Regions from separate parts of the Hordeum vulgare genome. Here region 2 is linked to region 1. A link is a contact called in public Hi-C data. All regions are on one chromosome and are shown on one strand. The core of a region is the stretch at or near the end of the contact, and the rest is flanking DNA. Distances in the headings are between cores, read along the strand shown. Region 1 has its middle 120 kb from the start of LOC123411702. Region 2 holds the start of LOC123407444 (histone-lysine N-methyltransferase ATXR3).

Region 1 (4,033 bases), core at 972-3,471:
GGAGATCACGAATTTTACTTGATCGAGGTCATTCCGTCCCAGCATGTGGTAGTTTGTGATGGACTAGTTGGACCACCCCTATGGGGTTAAATCTTTCGGAAAGTCATGCTCACGGTTATGTGGCAACATGGAAACTTTGTTTAACATCCGGTTCTAGATAACTTCAAGTAAGCTTAATTAAAATACGCCAACTGAGTTCATAACTGTGACTGTTTCTTTCATGAGCTCCTTCTCCGGAAGAGGACACCGTGGGGTTATGTCTGACCTAAGTAGGTGTTCAGGATCATTCAGTTGATCATAAGTAGCTCACGTCCGCTATGCGTAGATCATCCCCCTCTTTTATTCTTGTACTCGTAAGTTAGCCTCCTCAAATAATCGAATACTACACCTTAAGTGAAGCTCAATATGCAACAAGTAATATATTGACGAAACTCCACATGCATATGTTTAGTTCACTCCCGCTTAGGTACTCATCAATTTTAAATGTTGTTTAAATAAGCAAGAGGTCAAGCGTAAATACACTACACTAGCTAGGCATTTTACATGGGTCGGAAACAACTTATATGATTTTTGAAACGACCTCATATGTTAATTTCAAAATTAGTCCAGATATGTATTAAACATATTTTATATTGATTAAACAGCAAAATAAAGTGGACCATGTGATTCTACACATCATTCTAGTCGGTTTACATAAATAAAATATTTAAAATGGAGCTACGGTCTAAAAGACATGACCAACACAAGATGATATGTCATGAATACCAAATGTATGCAAATGACAGCCACAAGCATGTTAATCATGTGTTCAACAAGATATTATGGAACTACATGATATTCTACACAAGGTTATATGAGGTCGGAACAACAAATAACAATTCCAGAAAGTCTCGATATGTAATTTTTGAATTTGCTACAGATCTGCCTAAAACATAATTTTAGAGCTGTTAAACAGCAAATTAAATGTTTCCATGATATTCTACACATTTTTCTAGCCAAGTTGCATATATAAAATATTTTAATTGAAGCTACGGTTAATTAATTATGAAATAAACCATTTTAACATAGCATCTACACAAACTAAATAAAACAACATGTTAAAACATTTTAAACATGTGTGCAAATTGGTTATTGTGAAACTACAAAAAAATTCTAAGCAGTTTTCATGTATAAAGTTTTTAAGTCCGATGCACGATTATTTGCTATGAATTAACTCATTTTAATATGACATCACGCAAAACAATGCAAACAACAAATTAAACATTTTTAAACATGCGTGAAAGCTGCAAATTCTTAATCTACACGAAATTCTGGACATTTTACATATCTAATTCATTCTGGACATTTTACATATCTAATTCATTTTAATCTGATGCACGGTTAATTAGATATGAGCATTTTTAAAACATGCAATCTTCTGTAATATGCACGACTGGATAATTACACAAATTCTCAAAACCAAAAAAACTAAACAAGCCGAATCTAGCTAGAACTAGGCTACACAGGGGAGAGCGTTAGATAACTAAACTGTGCGTGGGCGTCAAATAAACAAGGAGGTTGGGAGCTCACCCATGGGCTCGGCCCATTCAGAGGGGTCGGTCGAGGAGGTCAGCTGGGCCTCGGAGGTGCAGGGGCTCGGGCACGCGCACTGGACCGAGGCGCTCCGGAGGTCGGCTTGGGGAGTTATGGGCCATAGGCTAGGCTGGGCTCGGCCAGCTGGTGTGGAGACCTGACGCGCGAGGCGCGGCCCACACGGCGCTGCGGCGGCCTAGGCGTGCATTTGCGAGCGGTCAACACCGCTCAAGCGGGAACGTGGCAGGGCAAAGACTCAGCGAGGCAAACACGGCGGGGCGGCGCGGCTGACCAGATCTGTCCACGAGAGGTTGACAGTGTCCGGTCTTCGGCCGGATAGGTGTGGAGGCGGACCGAAGGTGGAGCTCCGTCGCGCGTGCGACTCGCTACGGCTGGCGGCTCCATGGGCGCGGTTGACGGCGGTCGCTGGGTCGGCACGGCGGCGAGCGGCGGTAGTGTCTGCACATGGGAGCTATGGGCAGAGAGCGGTGATAGGGCGAGGGTTAGGTAGCCGAGGCGCGAGCTCACGCGGCGCTGCAAGTTACACCTGTGGGCGAGCGGCGGCGCGGTGGTGGCTGCGGTCGCACAGACATGTTAGGGGTGGCCGCGTACATGTCCGACGGGGCTGCAGGATGATTTTTGACCCTAATTTCAGATTTTCGTGGCTGAAAATAACATGCTAGGAGTGGATCTCCGGATTACACGTATGTGGGGCTAGAATGTGGGGGTTTTCTAAGTGGATCTCCGGATTACACGTATGTGGGGCTAGAATGTGGGGTTTTCTAAAGGGTGTCTGCAATTCCGTCAATGGGGAACCCTAGATAGTAAGGGGGCTCTCTGCATAGGGTGGGTTTATATAGGGATTGGTCTATAATGGGTTGGACCTTTTCCGCCCGATCGCGATCCGATGACCACGAATGGAGGGAGGGTCTAGGTGGGTCTAGTGGGCTATGTAGATGGGCTACGTGGGGATGAAAGGGAAGTTTGTGAAGCATGATAAAGTTTTAAAACATCAAAACTTTCAAAAATTTGACCAGCTATAGCGCCGCCATATATTTAATGGTTCGGGTATCAAAGAGACTCCGATTGTAATGAAATTTGGCACGCAGCCTACCTACACTAAAATGAGATTGCGCGCCGACTTTCAACCCAATTCGAGAAAGTTTTATACACACTTCCAAAAACAAATATTTTAACGATGTCGCGGGCGTGTGCGTGTGTGGTTGGTCTTAAAACGATCAACGACAAAACAGAGAGAACCGGCAACTAATAATGGATGCATGTTTTTAAAATTGACACCAATAAATTGCCGATGTTATGCAGATGATGCACATGATGCGATGATGAATGCGACAACCAAATAGATCACTCAACGACGACGGAATAAAAGGGAAATATTCTGGAGCGTTGGTTCGGGTTGTTACAACTCTCCTACACTGACAAGAGATCTCGCCCAGAGATCTAAGAATGAAAAGGGAAGAGTAAGAGCAAGAGCAATAGGTAAAACTTAATCGCTTCTTGGACAAACGTGTGAAACCAACAATCCTTGAAGGTTGCAAAGAGATGAAGAATGACATGAGGAACAAACAAGATTTCAGATGAAATTTCGATAGCACTTCACTAGGAAATAGAGGCAAAGTTGATAACAAGGAAAGGACTTAGAGGGGCACAACACTCCGGTTAAATGAGCAAGCTATGCCATAACATGATCTTGACCAAACAGGATCATAGATTGAAGAGAACAACAACATCACTAAGCATGTGGAACAAAAGAATAGAAACTAGATACTTGGAATGATTAAAAAGGAGAAGAAAATAACAACTTCCATCACAATTGAACTTGAAAAGAATCCATACATGGAGGATTGAATGGAGTTTTTGGAAAATCAACAATGAAAAGAAGAAGCTTGTAGTGGGCTTATGAAAACCATCCCAAGATTATGAGGTGATAACCAGCCACTAACGGAAACAAAGATTTCTTCGGAGCAATGAGATATGCAAGACTTCTTTCACCAAGACGATAGATTGAGAACTTGGATCAACAATAATGACCATAATAGCAATAGTCCTTAGGAAAAGCTTTAGGTGAAACCCAATCCAAGATAACTTCAATGAAGAACCCATGAGTTGAAAATATCTCATGATCAAGAAATTTGTGGGATTAAATATCTCATTCTTGGAACAAATTCTCTTCGAGACTCCTTGTCAGTTAAGAATGCTATAACACCACCTCAGAGGAAAAAGGAGGAAGCATCGCACTATGAAATGCAAGAGAAAGAACACTTGAGGTACTACCACAAGAATCCTCAAGAACTCCTTGAGAAAGAATTAAATTCTTGAAGAGCCACCATGAAAAACCCTTGGAAGAAATCCAGCATGAAAGGATGATAGAGAAGAATTGAAGGTTGCAAAAGAATAAGATTAAGACCATGCAAAGATTTAGATGGAGCTTCACGAAGAG
Region 2 (4,033 bases), core at 413-2,912, 680 kb after region 1:
AATGAGCTTTATGTTTTTCAGCAGTCAATAATGTGGCAATAACTTTGCGCATATTTTGACCTCGTCAGGTGTTATTTGCAAAGTTACCAAATGTGATCGATGATCAAGCCCCTAAATGATCAAAGGGCAGTACTGGGTGCCGGCGCGCCGACCCAAAGTTTCTGCCGGCCACCGAGCAGCCGTATGATGTGGGCGTCCCTAACCACACGATTAATCGCCGCAGTCTCTTCCTCCCTTGTGGTAGTCTTCTTCCTCTCTTTCCACACCTGCTTCCTCGTCGCCCCATGTCGGAGATCCGCGCTCGCCTGCTGCCCGCACTCCCCGGAGATCCTGCGCTCGTCGGCTGCCCGCCCTTGCCATGTATGCAGCTCAGTCGCTCGCGCTCGCCTGCCGCCCGCACTCCCCGGAGATCCTGCGCTCGCCGGCTGCCCGCGCTCGCCATGTATGCAACTCCGTCGCCCACGCTCGTCGGTGATCCGCACTCGCCATGGATGCAGTTCTGTCGCCCACGCTCGTCGGTGATCTGCGTTCGTCATGGATGCAGCTCCGCCGCCCGCACTCGTCATGGATGGATCTCCCCCCGCTCGTCATGGATGGATCTCACGCTGCCGCCCGCACACGCCATGAATGCATCTCCGCCTCACCGACACATGATGGATGTAGCAAAAAACTGTTGATAGTAGCAAAATCGATGGACACTTACAACAGAATCATCTGGCCGCCGCCGCCGGTTTCAGCTCCGACATGATGGATGTAGCAAAAAAAATCTGCCTGTAGTAGCAAAATCAAAGGGCAGTTGCAGTAAAATCATCTCACCACCGTCACCGGTCTCAGCTATGGCATTGATGGATGTAACAAAATTCCTCGCTCGTGGTAGCAAAATCCAGCAACCGTTGCAACGATTTGAACGTCGAATGTAGCAAAAATTGTGGTTGTATCAAGACAATGGTCAACAAAATTGTCCGTCGGTGGTATCTTTTTTCGTTGCCTATTGTAGCAAAAATCACAATGCCATGTGCGATATAGCAAAATGCAACATCGCTGGTAGCAAAATGCAATGCTGGTTATAGCAATTTGTGATGCTGGTTGAAGCATGTAGCAAATTTCGATGTTGGTCCCATCATCCGTGCAGTGGCGGAGCCAGAATTTGGATATGACCGCTGATAGGGGGGCCAAATACATACGTACTTGCTCATATCAGTCAAATATGCACTATATACTTCAAGTTTCGTCGATCGTTGGGAGGGGGGAGACCCCTGCTCGTCCCCCGCCCGTGCATCTGTGTGTCGTGGATGTGCGTAACCATCACAGTTATACAGCTCGTCCGCTGGAGCTAGAAAAATGCTGGAGTTGTCCTGAAATAATCAGGTATGCGGATAAGAGGTAGTCCGCACGAAAACGGAAAGACGACGACCTTGCTTGCCGTCATCGCTTGCTGAGCTGCTCGCCGTCGCAACTTACCGTTAATGCGGAAGTAAACGGCGACCTTATCGGGACCCCGCATTGTCGCCGCTAGCTGATGCTGCTCGCCGCTGCAGTGGCGGAAGAGAAGCAGGACCCATGATAGCGGGCGACCGGCCGAAAGTTCGGCCGGCGCTCCCAAACGTTTCCCGTCTCCCGTCTCCCGTCTCCCATATAAGACCGAAGGCGTGGGGTGGCTTTACGAACAAACAGGCCATAGTAGCCCCCTTAAGCCAGGACCAGGAAGCCAACACACACACCAACACCCTCCAAGGCCAAGGCGATAGCGAGCGCGAGGGCGCCCCCGCCCGCGTTGGAGACGAGACGAGGCTCGAGAGGGGCCGACGCGGGAAGGGAACCGCCGCGACCCCGGGGAGGGCAAGCTCGCGACGCCACCTCCGGGAAGGACCGTCGCCGCCGCGGATCTCTCGATCTGAGGAGCCGCGTCTCGATTCCCCGCAGGTACGAGCGCTACGATCCGGGCCCAACTCAATCCGATTTGGTTCAATTCGAATTGCTTCTCATTGCTCTTGATTTGTGCCCTGCTATCTGCTTGCCTGGAATTAGGGTTTTGTGCGCGGCCGCGCCGGAGATGAGCGTGGAGAGCCCTGGGAGAGCCGCCGGGAGTTAGGGTTTTCTCGCCGTGGGAGCACTGGACCGCTCACGACACCCTCCCAGGTTTTCCATGGGAGATGGAGGAGTCGCGTGCGCCGTCCCGCCTCAGCGTGCAGTGGAGGGATTCCGTGCCGACTCCTTCGTGAGGGGAGAAGCGATGCCAGACAAGGGGGAGAAAGCGCACGGCCACCACCACCACCACCACCACCATCACCACCATAAGCACTATTCGGCTTCAGCTCCCGACCTCGAGGAAGGGGAGCTGCTGCTGAATGGAGAGGCAGACAACAGACGGGACTTGGACAGGACCATACCTCCCAAGAAATGGCGCAAGTTGCTGCCTTCCTCGCCAGCTGCAGAATTGGAGCCGGGGGAGATTGTAGGCGTGCAATCAGAGCCAACAAGGAAGACAAGGAGGAACGTGGAGCTTGAAAAGGCTGAGCTTGTGCCTGTGACGCAGAGGAAAGGCAACTCTGACAAGACCGGGAGAAAGTCAAATAAAGATGTGGTGGAGCCAGGGGAGGTTACTCCACTGGGAAAAATACGGGACCGGGGTCATAGCGGCAAGATAAGTTCGTCAGCTCACATCCGCGAGGATGGGAAGAAAGGCTCTTCACGTGAATCTGATGAGGAGCCTGGTGAGATTAAGCCAGAGAGCAGCAGCAGTGCCAGTGCTAGGAAGAGCCAGACAGTCGAGCCCGAGAGCAACTACCGCAAACACCAAGCTGAGACATGCACTCAATCAGGGTCAAAAAGTCGAAGGAAGGGAGAGCCAAAGAGTTCTTCTGCTGGGAAGCATTTGTCTGGAAGAAATCATGACATCTCGCCGCAAATACGAGATCGGCATGATCGTCTTGAGAGGAGCCCAGGCATCTTGGGACGCTTTCCTCATGATCGCATTCGCCATGAGAGGAGCCCAGGCCGCATGGAGCGCTCCCCACGAGACCGAGACCGTGGTCGTAACTGTGATAACAGAGACCGCAGTCCGTACATTTCACCACGACACAGAGCACGCCAGGCCCATCACAGGGATAACACACCGAGCCGCATTGATAATTCCCCTCATGGGAGGACTCAGCACGATGACATCAGAGACCGAACTCCGCTCTGTCATGATAAATCACCATCTGAACGTGGTCGAACAACTGATAGCCATGAAGCAAGTAAGAAGAGCAGGGGTGCTAAGCTTGAAAGCAACAACCTAGAAAATGTGCAGCACAGAAATAAGTCAACAAAGCAACCAACTAAGAGTAATAGTGGTAGCAACATAAAGAGTGAGGAGAGGATCTCCAAGGGGAAGGCAGCGGAGGGTGTTCAATACACTGAGTTGCTGCCACCACCTCCATTACCACCACCGCCGCCGCCTCCCCCGCCTCCACCTCCGCCTTTACCACCTAACATGCCTCCTCCCCTGCCCCCGCCACCAGTACCTGAGCAGCTGAATGATGTTCTCACTGAAGATGCCTCAATGGAAGAAGACATGGATATCTGTGACACCCCACCTCACACCAGTGAAGCACCTGAACCCAGTACTGAGCCCACTATTATCACGGGGAAGTGGTTTTATCTTGACCAATTCGGTGTTGAGCAAGGACCTTCCAAGCTTGCTGACTTGAAGAAACTGGTGGAAGACGGATATCTTCTTTCTGATCATCTAATAAAGCATGCTGACAGCAATAGATGGGTGACTGTTGAGAATGCAGCTTCACCACTGGTTCCATCTGATATCCCCTCGGCGTATGCGGACCTTTCTTCACAGAAGGTTAGCCCTCCAGAAGCTTCAGGAAATCTGCTCGATGAAGCTCGAAAAGGAGCAACTTTGTTGGCATCGGGTGCTGGGGATGAAGAGGAGGAAGCTTCTGAAGAACAGAAGGAAGACCTCTACATTGATAATAGGGTCGAGGCACTAATGTATGGAGCTACTATGGTGGATGGACATGAGCTTGAGATTCTTGGA

The links. Hi-C and Micro-C count contacts between places; a contact is called where the count stands out from the background.
Region 2: a contact with region 1 is called in a Hi-C map of seedling, with 2.2 times the contacts expected there. The contact joins the promoter of LOC123407444 here to the enhancer-like site in region 1. A contact is called at or near these places in 3 of 6 Hi-C or Micro-C datasets (leaf and seedling).

Annotation. Positions count from the first base shown.
Region 1 is chr7H:326,425,575-326,429,607 of MorexV3_pseudomolecules_assembly, forward strand. No RefSeq gene overlaps it. Among protein-coding and RNA genes, the nearest start is that of LOC123411702, 120 kb to the right of the region's middle. Within about 2 kb of position 2,222, at least 3 of the 3 cell types and tissues checked have open chromatin away from gene starts, as enhancers often do. A contact at or near this core is called in leaf and seedling, where this site is marked.
Region 2 is chr7H:327,102,947-327,106,979 of MorexV3_pseudomolecules_assembly, forward strand. LOC123407444 (histone-lysine N-methyltransferase ATXR3) reads left to right here and starts at 1,663. Exons shown (of 21, transcript XM_045100581.1): 1 at 1,663-1,923; 2 at 2,029-4,033. The coding sequence starts at 2,147.